2 separate regions of the Oryctolagus cuniculus genome follow, and region 1 is linked to region 2. Evidence: chromatin contacts called from public Hi-C data. All regions are on one chromosome and are shown on one strand. Each heading gives the region's core, a stretch centred on a gene start, on an enhancer-like site or on the middle of the called end of the contact. The rest is flanking DNA. Distances are from core to core; before and after follow the strand shown. Region 1 holds the start of LOC100359042 (large ribosomal subunit protein eL32). Region 2 overlaps LOC103349149 (a long non-coding RNA gene).

Region 1 (3,473 bases), core at 795-3,294, 280 kb before region 2:
CTGGATGGTTTGTTTTTGTTGTTGTTGAATTTCTTGAGCTCTTTATAGATTCTGGATGTTAATGCAGTGGCATAGTTCTTGAATGTTTTCTCCCATTCCGTTGGTTGCCTCTTCACTTTTGCAGTGCAGAAGCTTCTCAGCTTGATGTAATCCCATTTGTCAATTTTGGCTTTGACTGCTCTGTTCCTGGGGTCTTTTCCAACAAGTCTTTGCCTATGCCAATGTCTTGCAGAGCTTCCACAATGTTCTCTAATGACTTGATAGTATCAGGTTGTAGATTTAGGTCTTTGATCCATTTTGAGTGGATTTTTTGTGTAAGGTGTAAGGTAGGGGTCTAGTTTGATGCTTCTGCACATGGAGATCTAGTTTTCCCAGCACATTTGTTGGAGAGACTGTCCTTGCTCCAGGGATTGATTTTAGCTCCTTTGTCAAAGATAAGGTGGTTGTAGATGCGTGGATTGATTCCTGGGAATTTCTTTTCTGTTCCATTGGTCTACAAGTCTGTTTTTGTGCCAGTACCAGGCTGTTTTGATTATAACTGCCCTGTAGTATGTCTTGAAATCTGATATTGTGATGCCTCTGGCTTTGTTTTTGTTGTAAGATTGCTTTGGCTATTCAGGGTCTCTTGTGTTTCCATAAGTTTTTGGAATCATTTTTTCTAGATCTGAGAAGAATGTCATTAGTATTTTGATTGGGATCGCATTGAATCTGTAAATTGCTTTCAGTAGTATGGACATTTTGATGACATTGATGCTTTCAATCCATGAACATGGAAAATTTTTTCATTTTTTAAAGTATTCTTCTATTTGTTTCTTTTATGTTTTGTAATTTTCATCATTGCGATCTTTGACATCCTTGGTTAAATTCAGTCCAAGGTATTTAATTCTTTTTGTAGCTACTGTGAATGAGATTGATCTTAAAAGTTCTTTCTCAACCATAGCATTGTCTGTGTATACAAAGGCTGTGGATTTTTACGTGTTAATTTTATATCCTGCAACTTTACCAAACTCTTTTATGAGTTCCAATAGTCTCTCAGTGGTGTCTTTTGGATCTCTTATATATAGAATCATGCATCTGCAAATAGGGATAGTTTGATTTTCTCCTTTCCAACTTGTATCCCTTTGATTCCTTTTTCTTGCCTAATGGCTCTGGCTAAAACTTCCAGGACTATATTAAATAGCAGTGGTGAGAGTAGGCATCCTTGTCTGGTTTCAGATCTTAGGGGGAATACTTCCAGCTTTTCCCCACTCATAGGATGCTGAGGGCCTCCCATATTTGCGTGCCGGGGTTTAAGTTCAAGCGCTGTGGTCAGTTCTAGCTTCCTGTCAATGTGCCCCTGGCAGGCAGCAGGCAATGGCCCAAGTACTTGGGTCCCTGTCACCCATGTAAGAGACCAGGATTCGACTTCTGGCTCCTGACTGTGGTTTGGCCCAGTCCCATGTATTGCAGGCATTTGGGGACTAAGCTAACAGATGGGCGATCTCTCTCCCTGTCATCTCTCTCCCTGTGTCTTTTTTTTTTTTTTCCGGTTTTCAAGGTTTTATTTAAACACAAATAAAATGCGCACCCGAGCCGCCTACTCATTTTCTTCACTGCGCAGCCTGGCGTTGGGGTTGGTGACCCTGATGGCCAGCTGGGCCGCTCTCTCCACAATGGCTTTGCGGTTCTTGGAGGAGACGTTGTGAGCAATCTCTGCACAGTAGGATTTGTTGCACATCAGCAGCACCTCCAGCTCCTTGACGTTGTGGACCAGGAACTTCCGGAAGCCGCTGGGCAGCATGTGCTTGGTCTTCTTGTTGCTCCCGTAGCCAATGTTGGGCATCAAGATCTGGCCCTTGAATCTTCTCCGCACCCTGTTGTCAATGCCTCTGGGTTTCCGCCAGTTACGCTTAATCTTGACATAGCGGTCCGACTGGTGGCGGATGAACTTCTTGGTCCTCTTTTTGACGATCTTGGGCTTCACCAGGGGTCTGAGGGCGGCCATGGTGCCGAGGAGAGGGCAGCCACCTCCGGAGGCAGCGCCGAGGAAGAGAAGGGCTCTCCCTGTGTCTTAAAAAATAATAATAAAAAGTCAGGCTGGACCATGTTCATTTGTTTTCACTGATGTGTAAGTGACCGGTCCCCGGTGCTGCTGCTCTTGCAGTTTACAACTGCACAGGAAGCTGCTCGCAGCCCGAGTCTCCAGACAGCAGCTCCATCCAGGAGCTCACTTTAAAAGGAGTTGGGGAAGCTGTCCAGCTCTCGGCTATACTCACGGAAAACCTTGGCCACGCCTTCCAGGGGAATCTCTCTCCAGGGGCCCAGACAGGCCGAGGAGCTGGACCCATGACCACATGACACCTCCCTGAGTGGCCAACTCTTATGACTGACGCCTCTTCCTGGGGAGAGCATTGGCAGGAAACCTCTTTTTCCTGGCAATTCCAAAGACAGATAACTGGTCCTGGGGTCAGGTCTCAAGTCTCAGTTTCCAGTGCAGCAAGTGTGGTCCCTGAACACAGGCGCAGTGTTTGCAGATGCAAAGTGAGTGGCGAATCAGCCGGATTGTGCAGGAAGACAGGCCAGTGGGGATGTGACTGTGGTGGGTGGGCTTCCCCGCAGAGGAGTGCATGGGTGGGGGCATCTGAGTCTGCACTAGGAAGTAGGAAGAGTGATCTAAGTGAGGCTGGGTGCTTGATTGACAAGCTGGAGTCAGCCAAGTGGGGAAGGGGCAGGAGGCCCTCCAGGCAGAGGAGCAACTTGTGTCAAAGTCTCAAGGAGCCCTACTGAGAGATGAGGTCCAAGAGTCAGCAGGCCACAAAAGGAAGGAACGGCCAGGGCGCACTACAGCATCTTACAGCAACAGCACCTGCTGAAAACCAAACCCTATCTGGACTGCTTGTCCTCTCCCTGAGGCAGCTGGGACCAGGCAGGCCAGAGGGCGCAGAGCAGGCTGGGCCTGCTGGAGCAGTGAGGGCAAGGGTCCTTCACGCTAGATTACACATGAGACACTCGGCCTCTCCTAAAGGTCACTGATCCCGAGTGTCCAACACAGTGATTTGTAGCACAGCCAAAAGGAAACTCTGGTCCGGGTCATGTTGGCACGGTGTTTACAGAGTCATTCCTACTGTAAGGGGTGCAGCCCAGAATAGCCAAGACAGGGGTGGAGGTGGGGTGGGACATGGGGTGGGGAATTCAGGGCCACCTGAGCATTCCAGAGGCAGGAGGGGGTGGCTGGGACTTCCTTATTCTGCAGTCTTCCTGAGCTCTGGGTCAGGGCCTGGCCCTCTGCAGGGGCCCGGGGCACGCCTGACCACACAGGAAAGCACACACACACCAGCCCAGCAAGTTCAGGACCACAGCCAGCCTGGGGCAGCGGATGTGCAGGGAGCCTCCCAGCCTCACACCCTGCCAGGTGTCCTCCTGGCTGGTCTGGTCACACTGGGGATGGGAGCTGAACTGTCATCCCATCTCCTGGAGGTGGGAGTCCCCGTGTG
Region 2 (3,703 bases), core at 417-2,916:
GGAGTGAAAAAGACCCTGATTAGGAAAATAATGCTTTGGACTTCAGTGGGCACCATGGACAGAGAACGTGTGCCAGCGAGTCGGTCCCTGTCACGTTTACAGCTACTCCTTTGATCTGGCTCAGAGGTAGGTCTGGGCCACGTAGCCACTAGAGCTGAGAAGACAGGAATGCATACCCTAAAGCAGCCACAAAGGGCCAAAGTGTTAGACTGTGAATATTTGTCCATCATAGGCATTGCCTAAAGCCCTCCTTTGTGCCCCACCCTATCGAAGCAAATTTGGTTTTTGTCTCCTTCCCTGCCTACAACAAAACTGTCTCTTCCAACAGCTTACCACCTACCCTTCCAGCAGTTGCCTATGTCTGCTGTTGGGATTTTCCTTGGTTTTCCTTCAGCTTTCAAGATCCTACTGCTTATCTCTGCCACTCTAGCCTCTTCTCCTGGCCCTGGGACTTGTGCCCACACCAAAAAGCTTCAACTTGAACGTGGTCACTCCCTGAAGTCATCTTTGGCCCAATCTCAGAGGTGAAGCCGGTTGGAGCTGCCAGCATCGTCCACCAGGGCCCAGAGGCTCATGCTGGACTCCTGACAGCACAGATGACCTCTGGTTGTGCTTCTGCCAGGCCATTAGCTCCAGGGGTCCTGGCCTACCCGGCACTCCTCCCCCTTTTGTCCTTTTCCTCTGGCATGCTTCATAGCCCTGCCTTCCCCACATCCCTTTAGCTTAAAAACAAACCTGAAAAATCAGTGCAGTCTTAAACTTCCTCATCAACAGGAAGATTTTTGCAGTCTAGTTAATAAGTTGTATTATTTTTAAAATTCTTGGTTACATATTTATCTAGAAGTAGGAATGGCTTAGAATCCTGGGCCTCGCATAATACAAGCCCTAGGTCTCCAGTACTCCTCAGGTTAGGTTTGAGAAAATGAGGTGACAACAAGACAATATGTGCGATCTAGACTTGATGGAATAGAAATAACCACACCTCATGTATTAGCAAAGTCACCACTTATGGTCAGAGAAAAATTGTTATAATCTGAGGTGCACTGGGTTGTAGAGCCCTATCGTGAGCGTCCAGAGGAACAAGGGCCTGGGCTCATCAGAATCCCTTTGGTAGTGGGCGGCTTGGATGATATCCCCTGTCTTGTCCATTAATAAGGAGACCCAGGCCCGTTATCCCACCCCAGCCTCTGTGGAGCTGAATATAGGGACTTTGTAGCAGGACTTCAGGGACATTTTTGCAAGAAGCAACACTGTAGTTCATTTACATAAGGGGATTTCAACAGTTTGCAGAAAAATGAAATTAAAAGATATTTGTTTCACTGCAAAATGTTTGAAACCCATGCATACAAGGGATCTTCAAATGCTTATGGAAAAGGTATATTATGAAAAAACAATGCATGAATTTCAAAACTTTTTCCATCAAAGTAAACATATTTTAGTTCCATTTTCCTAAGAACTTTTAAATTATATTACTTTATATATGTAAAAGGCAGAGCAACAGAGAAGGAGGGAGAGACAGAGATTTTCCAACCATTGGTTCACTCCTCAAATGCCTACAACCACCAGGGCTGGGTCGAGCTGAAGCTGTGAGCCCAGAACTCTATCCTGCTCTCCCATGTCGGAGGCAGGGACCCAACTACTTGAGCCATCCCCTGCTGCCTCACAGGGTGCATGTTAGTATGGGACTGGAGTCAGGGGCGGAGCCAGGACTCAAACCCTGGTATTCCTCTATGGGATGCAGGCATCCCAAGCCGTGTCTTAACTGCTGTGCCAAATGCCTGCCCCTAAGAACATTTTGAACTCCCCTTGGATTTCAGGGAAAATGAGCTCTTCCTGAATTTTGAGCATTTCACAGATCTACGCAGTCACACTTGGATACTAAAAATAACATAGTAGCCGAAATAGAGTTGCTGAACTGTAACTGAGACAGAAAGTCTCCCATACTTGAAATACTAGACATCAAACAACTTCTGCATTTAGCATCCCAGCTCAGACACCAGAAAATGTGCAGTTCAAGGTGGGTTTGTTAGGGAAGAGGCTCTCCATGGACCGTTGTGAAGTGAGGCTGGAGATTGGACAGTGGGAGAAGGGGCGGTCCCAGAGCAGGTATCTATCCTTACCCGCCTCTGCCAAAAAGATGCAGCCATTCCTTGGGAGGGAAGGATGGAGAGGAACCACTAGACCCTGGAGGTTATGCCTGCGTCTGTTTTGTCATCTGCTTACATGCATCTATGCATTTTAATCAGGATGTAATTGTGAATTTAATATGTGCATTTAAGCAGAACTTCCTGGAGACAATGCTTTAGTGACTCCTAAATTCAAGCACAGGGGCTGGCATTGTGGTGCGGGAGATCAGGGTGCTGCCTGGGACACTGGCATCCTGTACTAGAGTGCTGATGCAAGTCCCAGCTGCTCCGTGTCCAAGCCAGCTCCCTAGTAATATTCCCAGGAAGACAGTGCATGGTAGCCCAAGTGCTTGGGCCCCCATGCCACCCACGTCAGACCCAAATGGAGTTTTTTTTTTTTTTTTTTGACAGGCAGAGTGGACAGTGAGAGAGAGAGACAGAGAGAAAGGTCTTCCTTTTGCCGTTGGTTCACCCTCCAATGGCCACCACGGCCGGCGCGCTGGCGCGCTGTGGCCAGTGCACTGCACTGATCCGATGGCAGGAGCCAGGTACTTATCCTGGTCTCCCATGGGGTGCAGGGCCCAAGCACTTGGGCCATCCTCCACTGCACTCCCTGGCCACAGCAGAGAGCTGGCCTGGAAGAGGGGCAACCGGGACAGAATCCGGCACCCCGACCGGGACTAGAACCCGGTGTGCTGGTGCCGCAAGGCGGAGGATTAGCCTAGTGAGCCGCGGTGCCTGCTTAAATGGAGTTCTTGGCCCTGGCTTCAGCCTGGCCCAGCCCTGGCCATTGTGGCCATTTGGGGAGTGAACCAGCAGATGGAAGATCTCTCTCTGTCTCTCTGACTTTCAAATAAATAAATAAATAAATTTTCAGAAAAGAAAAAAATGTGCCCAGTGCCATGGCATAGCTGGTAAAGCCACCGCCTGCAGTGCTGGCATCCCACATGGCCACCGGTTCTAGTTCCCGCTGTTCCACTTCCAATCCAGCTCTCTGCTCTAGCCTGGGAAAGCAGTGGAGGATGACCCAAGACCTTGGACCCCTGCACCCACATGGGAGACCAGGAAGAAGCTCCTGGTCCCTGGCTTTGTATTGGCCGAACTCTAGCCATTGCAACCATCTGGGGAGTGAACCAGCAGATGGAAGCCCTCTCTCTCTCTCCTCCTCCTCCTCCTCCTCCTCCTCTTCCCCTTCTCTCTCTGTGTAACTCTACCTTTCAAATAGATAAAATAAATGTTTAAAGGAAAAAAAAAAAAAGAAATTCAAGCGCAGCAGAAGGGCCATTGGAAAGAGGACTTTGGAAGAGGACTGTGCCGTACACTGCTCTTGCTGCCGTCTCGAGGCAGTAGCCTCCTAGGCTGCATCTGTGGGAGGCCCCTCCTGCGCAGACCACTGCAGACTGCAAATGGGATTAGTCTGCTGAGAACACTAACCCCACGTTCCAGAGAATTCGACTTGCAGTCACAAGGATGCTCTGAGGAGGACCTGTGCCAAGGTGAGCAGGCCCCGAGTGCCAGGCACTCGCCTGAAGGCCAAGGTCAGCGGCGGCCGCTGTGCATTCCACCAGGCAGCCTCA

Evidence for each region. Hi-C and Micro-C count contacts between places; a contact is called where the count stands out from the background.
Region 1: a contact with region 2 is called in a Hi-C map of an unstated tissue, with 2.2 times the contacts expected there. The contact joins the promoter of LOC100359042 here to the enhancer-like site in region 2. A contact is called at or near these places in 3 of 6 Hi-C or Micro-C datasets (ear pinna, psoas muscle and an unstated tissue).

What each region holds. Positions count from the first base shown.
Region 1 is chr10:107,098,170-107,101,642 of mOryCun1.1, reverse strand. It overlaps LOC100359042 (large ribosomal subunit protein eL32), which reads right to left and starts at 2,044. Exons shown (of 1, transcript XM_002713080.5): 1 at 1,512-2,044. The coding sequence starts at 1,984. The coding sequence ends at 1,577.
Region 2 is chr10:106,819,879-106,823,581 of mOryCun1.1, reverse strand. It overlaps LOC103349149 (a long non-coding RNA gene), which reads left to right. Exons shown (of 9, transcript XR_011379581.1): 1 at 1-3,703. Among named protein-coding and RNA genes, the nearest start is that of CTNNB1, 310 kb to the right of the region's middle. Within about 2 kb of position 1,666, at least 1 of the 8 cell types and tissues checked has an H3K27ac peak or open chromatin away from gene starts, as enhancers often do.